Regions from separate parts of the Anas platyrhynchos genome. Here region 1 is linked to region 2. A link is a contact called in public Hi-C data. All regions are on one chromosome and are shown on one strand. Each heading gives the region's core, a stretch centred on a gene start, on an enhancer-like site or on the middle of the called end of the contact. The rest is flanking DNA. Distances are from core to core; before and after follow the strand shown.

Region 1 (6,056 bases), core at 2,697-5,196, 160 kb after region 2:
TCAGATGTACAATCCACGAGACTCTTACTTACCACAATGACAACATGCTATGGGGAACCTGAAGCAGAAATTACTCTCAGAAAAGCTGTAAATTAAAGTTGTGGATGTTACAAGCAAAATCTGTGAGATTAAACTTGATCAAGATGACACTGTCTTGCTTAAAGCTAGCTAGGGTGATAAAAAAACGATGACCTAGAGCCATCTCATATGTAAGTAGATCAAACATAGTAAGTTCTGTAGACAGGAACACCAAAATACAGTCAAAGTCTATTTTAACATGAAATCTATCTTCGATCATCAAAAACATTTTGATTGGAGAAAGCTGGATGGACATACATGGTGTACACACAACCCTATATTCCTTCAAAATTATTTTTGTTTTGCTCCTTCTTACAACTTAATCTGACAAGTCTTTACACCAAGAGTTTAAACTAAGATGATATTGCAAATCTTCCTCCAGCTATTCCTCACCCTTTCGATGGCTTATAGGACTTAATGTCTATACTGGCCCTGTAGAAGCAGGCATGCATCAGTTGACCCTGACACCGATTACCCAAAATTATTAAAAAAAAAAGATTCGACTGAAAAGACATTTCTCAGTTACTAACAAACAACACTGTTTTGAAGATTCGAATTATGTTTGCTGTTTCAGATTGTCTTCTTACTTTTGCATACCTCTACTTGTACTGATAGGAGACAAGGAGAGGTAGAGAAGGGACAAAGAACAGGGGAGAGAAAAAGAGGGGAGGGAAAGGGTAAAGAACACTCCTAATCCCATTACCATGTTATTGTTTTCAGGGGACTCTGAATTTTCTACTGGGGACCTAGGAGGTTCCAGTAAGATCTAATCACATTGAAAAAAAAACACCATGGCAAAAACAACCACCACTGTCTCATAATTGTATTTGATCTGAATTCAGTAAATTTGTATTACTGTTAATGACAGAAGAATTTGGACCCTGAAGTTTTAGATGCTTATTTGAATTTTCTCACATTAAAGCACTTAAACAAAAACCTCTTTTTGTTAGATTTGTGTAGCATTTGCCATCTTAAAGAGGAACAGACCTCCCCCTGCATTCTTCATAGAATTCCTGAGTTAATTGCTTGATAAAATTATATTTATTGTAGCCTAAGGGCTCCTAGAATTAGGTGCTTAATAGTAAAACACGTAGATGCTTGGTCTCATAGGTATGTTGAATGAATCAAGGCCAGAGTGTGTATGTCTTCCATTGTGCAAAACTGAATGCGTAGTTAAATTAAGAACAATAGGTATTCATAAATCAGCATGAGTGCCCATGAGAAACAAGTCTTCTAATTAAATAAGAAGAGAATCAGTGTTCCTTGTTCCGGGAATTGTTTGGTATTGAGGCAGAATATATTGATAGTTAGTAGAGACACATTATTTGTTAGAAGAATTATTGGATTTATTTATCAAAAACAACCCCTTTCCTACACATTAGTAGAGTTAATTTACAAAAATAACTGATTTGGACTGAAATCATTTGTGTGCTTTTTTAAGAGAAGCTTTTAGTGCTCCTACTGAAAAAAAGAAACCTTTGTAATCAGAATAGCACAAAATTAAATGCAGTATTTGCACGGAAACTGACATAGTGCTTTACCTTATTACAATTTTAAGCTACAATAAATAAATAAGTGTTCTTCCACTGAGAGGAAATTATTGGAGAATTCTACAACAATTTAAAAAGAAAAAAAAGATTTAGATTATTGTTTGTCTTGATGATACTTCAGAATTTTGGTGGAAAACATTCAAAGTATTCTCCATTCAGTGACTAAATGTGGCTTTGGGATGACTTCATAATTTTTTGATCCTAAAACTTGATGCCTACAGCCTTACCAGTGCAGTGAGTTACAGGTTTTCCCATTTTCTTATCAGGAGGGAACAGAAAGCAGTGTATTAAAGTTTTCTAACTTGAGCCCTGCAAACCCTACTTTTTACCCACCCATTATGATGCCATGCAGCTCTTCAAATACAAAGAAAAGCCTGAGTAGTCTATACTTGGCATTAAAGCCGAGAACATTTCAAATGATGGGGGCAGCAAACACTGCATTTGTCTTAACCCCTTCAAAAATGACACAAATTCTAAAGAAACTCTCAGAAATGTGTCTACAAGTCTTATGTTAAAAAATGTTAGCAGTTACAGAAATAATTATAGCTGAGCATGCTATTGGACAGATTGAACCACATTAATCACAGATTGAAAGAAGCAACTACTTGTTTCCTGTACAAATTGTGAGTGGTTAGGTCACCAGTCTAGGAATCAGTTTCTGTTCTCACATTTACTCTGAATTCCCTTTTAAGGAGCACTAATCTCTTGTGTAGACATACTTAAACAGAATTAAGTTGGCTTTAAAATTCTGTGTCTTCATTTTTTTCTTGAAGTGTCTGCACAAAAGTTAGCTAATATGCTTAAATCCAAGTTAATTTTCCTGTACGTCCCTCGATATACAAGTTCAAAGCAGTGAAATTCCACAAAGGCCTCACATTAGATGAAGCTAAAACAGGATTTTGAGACTGTCCCTTACAGTATTTAATGTTAATGAACATTAAGCTGCCAGGACATTCTTGTCTAACCAAGAAAGCACACCACACAAATCTGAATCTGTTATGTATCTACACAATACATTTGAATGCTTCTATATCTTCAAAGAGGATAATTTGAATGTCTTTTGTCATGAGTAACATTTTAGGAGATGAGGCACCTTTCTGCTATATGTGTTTTTTTTATTTGTTTGTTTAAAGACTGATTGTGTTTTGGGTTAGTAATTTTTTCCACTGAAAGCAAAAGAGCTTCTAGACATACATTCGATCCTGCAAATTATAGATCAAAATATGACATTTGGTTAGTATTTCAGAGTCCTCAATGGAAGAAAGTTAGTACTTGAATGGTGAGGAAATCCCCAAAGGAATAAAAAGTTTTTTAAAGTCCTGGGTTCCAGCTGCTGTCTTCTAGTGAAGCTTTATATGCCCCCCTAGACACACTGCATCCCTGTTTTTTTGTCCATTAATAGTATTCTTCAACTCTAGTTTCAGTAAATCGGAAATGAGGTCACTTGAACTTTACCAACTCTGTCATTTAACCAAAAATAATAATTAAGGAAATGTTCTGGACACTTTTTATTATTATTATTATTCCAATTTTTATATGATTTCAGTGACCCACAAAGAAGACAAGAACTAAGTTCTGTGTTCCTGAAGCACAAGGAGAAAAAAGCACAATATTATAAGGTCTTGTTTTGTAGTATTAATAAAAACCTTTGTGAAATCTGCCCATCCAGGACATTCTGTTCCCCCTTGAGCTTCCAGTAACCCAGGACATTAACAGACAACACAATAGTGACCATCGAGGGCATTCTTGTCCTTTGAAATCTTTGATCATCAGCTCTATAAACGACATTATTTTCATGGCCATTGTAAGGTGGTGTTTTTTTCTCAGCCTGAAGCATTTTCTACAGAATAAACTCATAGTCCATGTGTGAGAATTTAGGGAACAATTCATATAGCATTTTGACATCAAGTCACAGAGGACACACATTGTCACTGCCATTGTACCCAATTCCAAACACAGGATGTTGGTCCCCCTGAGTGTATAGAACTAATGAACAACACTTTAGAAGACTTCAGAAAATAAAGCTTAAACAAACTGATTTTAATGTGAAAAAAATAAAATAAAATAAAATAAAATACCACCCACGCAAACATTGCTAAACTGAAAACCATTAAAAATAAAAGATTAGGATGACATGACTATTTTTTCCCCCAATTGTTAAATGTAAACTAAGCTAGTGGTCAAAAAGTCATGGAGGACGAGGGAGGGAAGTTGTAGATGATTGCTGCATTCTTTATTACGTCCCCTCTCCATCCTGGAGAGCTGGAACATCGGTGCAGTTCTCATGCCAGCTTCCAAGTAAACAACACGCACTTCCTGGCTATCTCTAATCTGGGCAGCAATGTGTGTGAAGAGAGAGTGCTGAGTGATGTGTGGTTCTGACCAGGTATCCTGTTTTGACAAGGGTGTTTGTCCTTTACCCAACATACTGCAGAAGTAATTCTCGACATTTGTGTAATGTTTTCTTTTCTTTGGGGAGAGGAGGGGGAGGGAAAGGCCTAATTTGGTCTTTTGGGAAAGATTTAATTTGAATTACTGAGAAGGTTAGACGGCCAGAGGTAACAATTAAAAAATAACCAAAAAAGTAGTGCTGATAAAGTTTTTGTGTTTTTTTTTTTTTTTCCACTCAACATTTTAAGCTACAGTTAATTAAAAGACACCGTTACCTCTAATTAATACTTAAACTGTATATTACTTGCCAGAGTGTGATTCAAAATCCAGTTTAAAATTGGCCTCTAAAAGTTTTTGAGGAGCTAATGGAACTGTTTTAGTATCTAGCATACCATTCTAAAGAATAAGATTTCGTTGTTTTTATTTTTTTTTGTGTAATTTTTTTTTCCCTCTACAAAACCCTTTTCCTTTGGAAAAAAGCCCATTAAGCAAGCCCTCCACCTCTCCTCCAATGGTAAACAATGTTTCAAGTGAAGATTTTACTGGCAACAGCTCACAATTTCAGAATAAAATTCTGAAACAAATTTAAAAAATGAACGATGCCCAGATTAATTTAATTATCTGGTATTTGGATGAGATGTGGTTTGAAGAAAATGTTTTAAAGAAGGACCTGCTGTCTCACAAGATCTGTTCCTCTTCTGTGTACAGCAAAGACTTGAACGTGCATTTTCTACATCCCACAGCCACCTGGATTTTGGCTTTTTCCATAGGAAAATAAGATCTTATGGTCTTAGTGTAAAACATTCATAACATTGGATTTGTGTTTCCCAGGTGGCTTTAATAAAATGTTTTATAATATGGATGAGGAAAAGAAATCAATAAAGATTACATCACCTCTATTGTTTAAATGGTCTAGTCCTTGGCACACTAATGACTTGCTGTAGTTTATCTTCCTCTCTGATCATTTACAATTTTGGGCTAATATAACAGGTGATTTATTTGGAATCCAGTTCACAGAAAAAGATGGATATAACCATCCCAGTTTTGGCCCCACTCCTAAACCAGTGAAAAGCAAAGGTTGGGTTGTCACTGTCTTCTGTGAGAGAGAAACCAGGGCCTGTATTCCCTCTCAAAGCAAATCACTTGTCATTTATGAACCTCAATTTTCTGACTTAAGTCCAACATAGGTACAGATTTTACTTATGGTAAATAACACTGGTATCATGTCAGAGAAAGAGGATACTGCAAGAAAGTAGGTTATTTATGTTAGAGACATTTGAAGGATTTAGACATGCTATGGGATGAAGGACATTTAGAAGCTAACAATTCTGACCAATCTACAGTGTCCAGCAGTCATGGAATTTAATCTTTCTCCATCTAGCTTTCTCCATTTACTACATCTGCTGTCCAAAAAATAAATAAATAAAAATAAAAATGTCAGGGCTTTCAGTCAGCTGCATAACTCATTAAAATGCCCAACATTCAGAAAAAAATTAAGTTCTTAAAACTGACCTGTCTAAAACAGCTAAATATTGCTAAGAATCCCCATGATGTTGCCATAAAGAAAATAAAAACATAAAACTTGCATTTCCTGTTTTCTTTTGAAGGCAAACCATACCTCTGTTTTAGAATTGTCAAACCTTTCTATTGCACTCAAAGGAAGGAAAAACAGAGCCGTACATTACTCTCAAATTCCATATGATTGCAAAGCGGTGACCCATAGATTACTTTGCCCAAATATTTGATTATTCCAGAGTTTTGACAGATAATTCTTCTTGTATTTGGAAGCCCAGAAATCCAACAGTCTGAAAATTATATAAATGTTAGAAATTTGCTCTTAGGTCCTAAATTATTATTATTATTATTTGAAAATCAAATACCCGCATACCTGCAGTGCACCTATTTTCTATGAGTTCATTTTCTTATTTGAGTAAAAGTAACTCATAGGCACAAATTCTTACTACATGATAACAAACAGGATTTTTCATGGAGGAATATGCAGTAAATATAGGCACTGTAGACAGTGATCTTACATTG
Region 2 (5,912 bases), core at 1,232-3,731:
CTGTGGGCCATCAACAGGAGAGTAAAGTGTGCTCATCCTGGAAATTGGTTGTACGTAAGGCCCACTCACGTGCCTGCCCTCCTTCTTGTATAATTGGTAAATGCTGATGAGTCATTTGAGCTTATAGGCACTATATCTCGTACAGTAACTGCTAAATATTGCTACCCTTACGTACTGAAATAATGCAATTGCACACATTCATTATGTCTTAATTGCACATGCTAATTGCAGGTTAGATGCAATCAAAGCAACGCTGCCTGGCAAATGCACACTGCAAACCATGAGAAACCCTGGTGAAGGGGTTTTCTTCCTTTAAATTGAATTTAGTTTCCCACAATTACATGCTTTTGCTTCAGATGTACAATTAGATGTTATTACTCTAATTCTGTAACTACACAATAATCAACTAAAAATTACTTTGAGAAGCAAAACAAAACAAGGAAATTTGCACAGCAAGAGGTACAATAAAGAGAACGTCAAAGGTTTAAAGGCAAACCCACAAAAGGAAACAATGGTTATGGGAACAATTAACCTTTGCTAAAATCTAATTTACGTGAATGCATTGTAAAGCTGTGCTGCAGAAGCAGCACGGTGAAATAGCACCCATTACAGAATCACCAAAGAACTTGCATAAACCTAAACATTGCAGCTGTCTGCCCCAAAATATCATGGTCCATCCACTGATCCTAGAGAAGCCCTTAAAGAAGGCAGCACACATTGTAGTATACTAATGACTTTGTGTATATCAGGGTATATTAGGGTTAAGTTTGTTTTAGAGCATTCTTAATAATAAAAGTGAAACTGAAAGGGCAATCTTGAAGAAGTCCCACAGAGATGACTTTATGTCCTAGTACCTCATGTACATTTGAAAAACAAGTGGTCACATTTTTAGATTAATTAAAAAAATACGATATGGTAAAATCTTTTGTTTTATGACAGATAAGGCAAATAATAGAAAGTGACGGACATGGGCCGTTAATAGTCAGTCAAACACAGATGTTCTGTTTTGATGAAGTAATTTCTTTCTTGTGAGGAACTTGGAGAGCATTAATTTCTACAAAGCTATTTAAAAAATGGAAAGTATGAAGAAAACACTTGCCATGAAAGAGCGGAGGCCCATGGAAAATAACATCTGTCTTTGGGACTATGTGCTCTACATTGTCCTCTGCACAAAGCTGCTCTTCCAAGAAACTTTCACCCAGCTTGTCATTCTGGGAAGTGAGTCCTTGAAGCTGGCAGGCACTGATACTGGAAACTACAGCTTTATCCATGCTGCTTCTTTTATTCTGTCTGATAGGGATTTTTTTTACCCTTGCTCTGTTTCTGTACCTTCTCGTACATTATTTCTAGAGGGATAAATACAGGATTTTTTCCCATATTTGGCACTATAGGAAAAATGTCAGAATAGCAGAAGGGGAAAGATTGAAAGCTGAATGAAAAGCAACGTTCAGGGTGGTATCTTGGCATGGTGTTTTGCCTCCTCTGTCTCACACATGGCTTTTTCTCGATGCTCGGGTGATTGTCAGCAAGATCAGGGCTTTACTATGCATTGCACAATAGCGGAGACCAATTTGGCCTTGGGAAACTAAGATAAAGAGTGGCAGAAAGAAATGTTAGTTCTGTTTTATAGAAGAATGATGGACAAGCAAGTTAAAACTTCCATTTTTTGCCAGAACTTGCACTGCAGCTTTGGATAAATTGTTGAAGGTGTCAGTAAAAGACATAGTGCTGAGTAAAAAATGGGATATAGTGCAATAGGAACACAGAGAGACATGGTGCTAGGCTAACCAGATAGTTTCCTGGGGAAAAAATCATTTGCTGGATTGGACATTTGGGAGAACCTACATAAGATGGGAACGAGGACAGAAAATGTGAGGTGGTTACAAATATCTAATGAGAGATGAAAATAGCTAACAAAGAGAGGAAGGCAACCACTCAAGTAATGGTATTGATTCAGGGCTAATCTCATTTCATACGGTCATCGCTGACTCTTTCACAAAAAATAAATGTATGTTCATGAAGTTTGCTGATGAAGCTAAGTTAGAAGTTTTAGAGTTTGACATTCGTAGAGAACTAGGTGATTTTCAGAGCTGGTGGTGGTGGAACATGGTCAAGCAGTGCAAACTCCTCAGGGACTTGCAAAAAGCTACGAAAACATTTTGCTAAGAGGTAACATATTAAACACTCGAGAAACAGAAAATTGTAGGGATAGATACAATGATAACAGAAGTAGTGAATGAGCTAAGCCTAAAGTGCAATACTAATAAAGTCAGACAAGAAATAAGTTTGTAAATATCAAAGCAGAAAAAAATCCCTCATCAGGAATACAGCAGCAAGAAAACTCAAGCTGGGCATAGAGTTGGTGGCCATTCCTGTCCTCCAGCCCCCAGCTCTGTTATCACAAGCTGTGTGCAGTGAGGAGTGATTATATTAATTGTTTTTACAGCGTCAAAGAGCAGCACTGTCTAGTCTTGTGCTCCATCTACTGGTGTTTCCTCTGGTAACAAACTTTTGACATACAAAGGCTTGTCTCTTCTAAAGAACACTCTTGGACATGGCACACATGGCAGATGTTGGAAAATATTGCTTTACTCTAGCCAAAGTTTCCCATGTAAACACTGGATTTCAATGGACAGCAAGGAATACACGCAAAGTGTCACTGCAAATCTGTGGTGAGCCTTTTGTCAAAACTACATAGCAATGGGAATGCGTTTCCATGGTGTGTAACTCATGATGACACTGGTGTGCTTGGACATCCAAGGTTTTGTCTGAGCAATAGGGAGCTCAAATGCTTTGAGACCTTCAGCCCCTCAGCTGAGCAGTGAGTCCTGACACTTGATCTGTACCAAGACTGAAAATGGATTCAGGAGCCTGCAAGCCACATTTAAAATGCATGGCATTAGAATGATGAGTTTCCAGACTTGATTTCCTTCTGAAGCAATCAAAATATCCTTTTTTATTTTTACTTTTTATTTTTTTTTTTTAATATTTTCTTTTCCATGAGGACCATCACGGTTCTATGGTTAGTTACAAAAGAGGATATCCTATACTCTTAACCCTGTATGGTTTGGAATTTCCCATAGAACAGAATTTCTGGCTTCTTGGCTGCCCTGAAATAACACCCTTGGAAACAGAGACCAAACACACAGACGCAGCTGCTGTGGCAGGGTCTCAAGATGTCATCCAGACACTATGCCCTCCATCCTGAGATAAGATCAGTGATACAAGAGAGCTAATGTGTAATCTTGCATAGCCTGAAAGTCATGATCTTAAATTCTAGCCATTCTGCAGCCTTCCCATGAGGTTACCTTAATGGCTAATTCTAAATCTATATTTTCGCTGTCCACCATCATTAGAGACAACCACTCCTAAGACAAGAAATATTGCTCCTTTTTGCAACTTCTGTGTGTTCAAAGATTTTCTTTACAGCTCCTTAATCATCATCTTTTCTAGTCCTGAACAGCAGTCATTCTTTCCATGTTTTCTCAGAGGCCATGTTTGAAAGTCTTCTGCTTACTCTGCTGCCTCAAAAGCCAGAACAGTCTTCTGAAACCTTACCAGGGTTTCAAAGAGAGGGAAGATTGCTTTGTCTGTCTCTCAGCCACCAATGCTGTTTGATGAACAAGATGTTTGCCTACCTCTTTTGACTCTTGCTAGGTTTGTGATCCACTCTGACCACCAGAGCATCTTTGGCTAACTGCTCTACATGGCTTTTCCCCATTAGACAGCTGTATATTTAATTACTCCTGTTTAAGTGTCCTCACGAAAGAGGATCAGGATTTTTCAAAACATTTAGTCAAGCTGTCAAGAACAATTTGACTTGTAATTCCATCCTGCATCACACTCGCAGCCTCTCATAGCATGCTAAGGCTTGCAGAATTAATAAGCATAATATTTCAGCCCATCACCTAGGCTACTATTTAAAATACTGAGTAGGGCTAGACCCAGGTCGCTGTGGAACTACACTCAGAAGCTCCTAGGGATGTACACGGTAATTATTATGTCTTTCAAGAAAGCTTTGTGACCACTCTTTACTTGAATGTAGACATTTTCCTAGTTTGCTAATGAGAATGTCAGTTGAGGCAGTGTGGAAAGCCTTTCTAAGCTCCAGATGCATGATATTTACTGTTTCTTCTCCACTTATAAGGGCTACTGCCATACAGAAAGACAAAAACAAAAAGCCATGACAAGGCCATGTTGACTCCTACCCTGTTGAGTCAGACAAGTGCCCCCAATTCATGCAGCATCCTCTAAATAGTCACAGATAAGCATGAATGGAGCTGAGATTGCTTCTGCTAATCCCTTTGGAAACCAGAGGAATTTCAGCTAGATCAGCAGGTCTGAAACAATACAACATATCCAAAAGTTTTCTGCCCTACTCTTACCCTGTGCTAGATTGAAAATTCATCTTTTGACACTCGAGAGGACTGATATAACCACACAAGTGCCAAACATTTTGGCCTTTTCAGCCACCCTTCTTTTCAGTTGTGTGGGTTTTCTTTTCTGTATTCTTACGTAAGGTCAGTGCTGTATTTCTTTAGAATTGAAACAGAAAGCCATTGCTCTGGTCCTGGAGTATTCAGCCTGGCAAGACAATCTTGTAGGAGGGGTATTTTTCTCAGATGCATGCATAAAGCATTAAAAAAAAAAAGAAAGAGCTCCTTTCCCTCCCTGTTTAAGAGCCCTTCCCCTCATAATTACTGTCTTAATGAAAGTGCTGCATGTAGCTTACAATGCCGATAATTTCATTTTAATTACTCCTAAAAGACAATTAACTCAGTTATTTAAAATGCAATTCATACCATAAAGTCTAGCAAAATGGAGACAGGAGCATACGCAAGTTATGCATCCGAGCATTTAACATCCTCAAGTCAGTGATTTTATCATTGCCAAGATGTGTGGCTCAAGCAAGAAACATGGTGTATGATTGTAAGAGTCACTCGCACTATGGCATTCATATATTCCCACTGCTAATGCATTGGCAGCATGTATAGAAAGGGAGATGACCCTACATCCAGCCCTTTTTTCATGCATTTCTCCATGAAATAAACTTCCATCTCATCTAGAAGCTGGTAGGATTGATTTTTGCACATCAGGACAAGCAGTGCAGAAAATACCAATCTGCAGACTTGCCAACCCACGTGAAAATCAGGACCCAACAAGGATTATCTAAATTCTCATTGGGAAATTGAAAGGCAAAAATTTCCTTGTATAAATTCATTGTATTTCTCTCCAGGATTTTTGAACAAAATACTGTATATCAGCAGCAACGTGAAGGCATTTAAAGAAAAAGCACCTTATAAGCTATCCTATGATATTCTCTGCACGTTGGTGTGAAAACCACACTGTTCATACTGAAAATCTGCCTATAATCCATAGACGTAATTTGTCAAATCATGACGTCAAACTTACTGATTTCAGCATTGTTACAGTGAAAAGAAGAGATGTTTTTAATAAGTGTCTCTTCCATGAAAGCACATGGAACAGGAGTCATCTCACCAAGCTACAGCTGTCTTTGCTAAGGGTTCCTCATGGTTTCCTTTGCCGTCATGGAGGAAACCACAAAGGCCAGGGAAGAGCCTACCCCCTTTCAGGAGCAGATTTTACACCAGTTTTCTGATCTGGTGAAGTCAGAAGGCATCTGCTGCCTCTCTCTCAGGAGAATTTTCTTCAGAATATTTTACATTCAAAAGTGGATCTTCTGCCAAAATGTTCTTTTCTCTAGACCTAATAAAACTAAATTAGACTGGTCCCCAGATCAGGAATGAATTTTGTCTGGTTGTGTGTCACGGATATAATAAACAGTTTATACATGAGCAAAGGCTGTGTTTAAGTATGGCTGAATCCTGTTTGGTTTACTGTGATTAACCTAAACTATTTATAAATAGATGAAGCAAGTTAATTTAAATTCT

Evidence for each region. Hi-C and Micro-C count contacts between places; a contact is called where the count stands out from the background.
Region 1: a Hi-C map of subcutaneous adipose tissue shows a contact between it and region 2, with 2.2 times the contacts expected there. The contact joins two enhancer-like sites. A contact is called at or near these places in 3 of 8 Hi-C or Micro-C datasets (skeletal muscle and subcutaneous adipose tissue).

The regions. Positions count from the first base shown.
Region 1 is chr2:117,185,880-117,191,935 of IASCAAS_PekinDuck_T2T, forward strand. All of the region lies in intron 1 of LOC106016617 (a long non-coding RNA gene), which reads right to left. Among named protein-coding and RNA genes, the nearest start is that of TGFBR2, 96 kb to the left of the region's middle. Within about 2 kb of position 3,947, at least 1 of the 8 cell types and tissues checked has an H3K27ac peak or open chromatin away from gene starts, as enhancers often do. A contact at or near this core is called in subcutaneous adipose tissue, where this site is marked.
Region 2 is chr2:117,022,425-117,028,336 of IASCAAS_PekinDuck_T2T, forward strand. No RefSeq gene overlaps it. Among named protein-coding and RNA genes, the nearest start is that of TGFBR2, 67 kb to the right of the region's middle. Within about 2 kb of position 2,482, at least 1 of the 8 cell types and tissues checked has an H3K27ac peak or open chromatin away from gene starts, as enhancers often do. A contact at or near this core is called in subcutaneous adipose tissue, where this site is marked.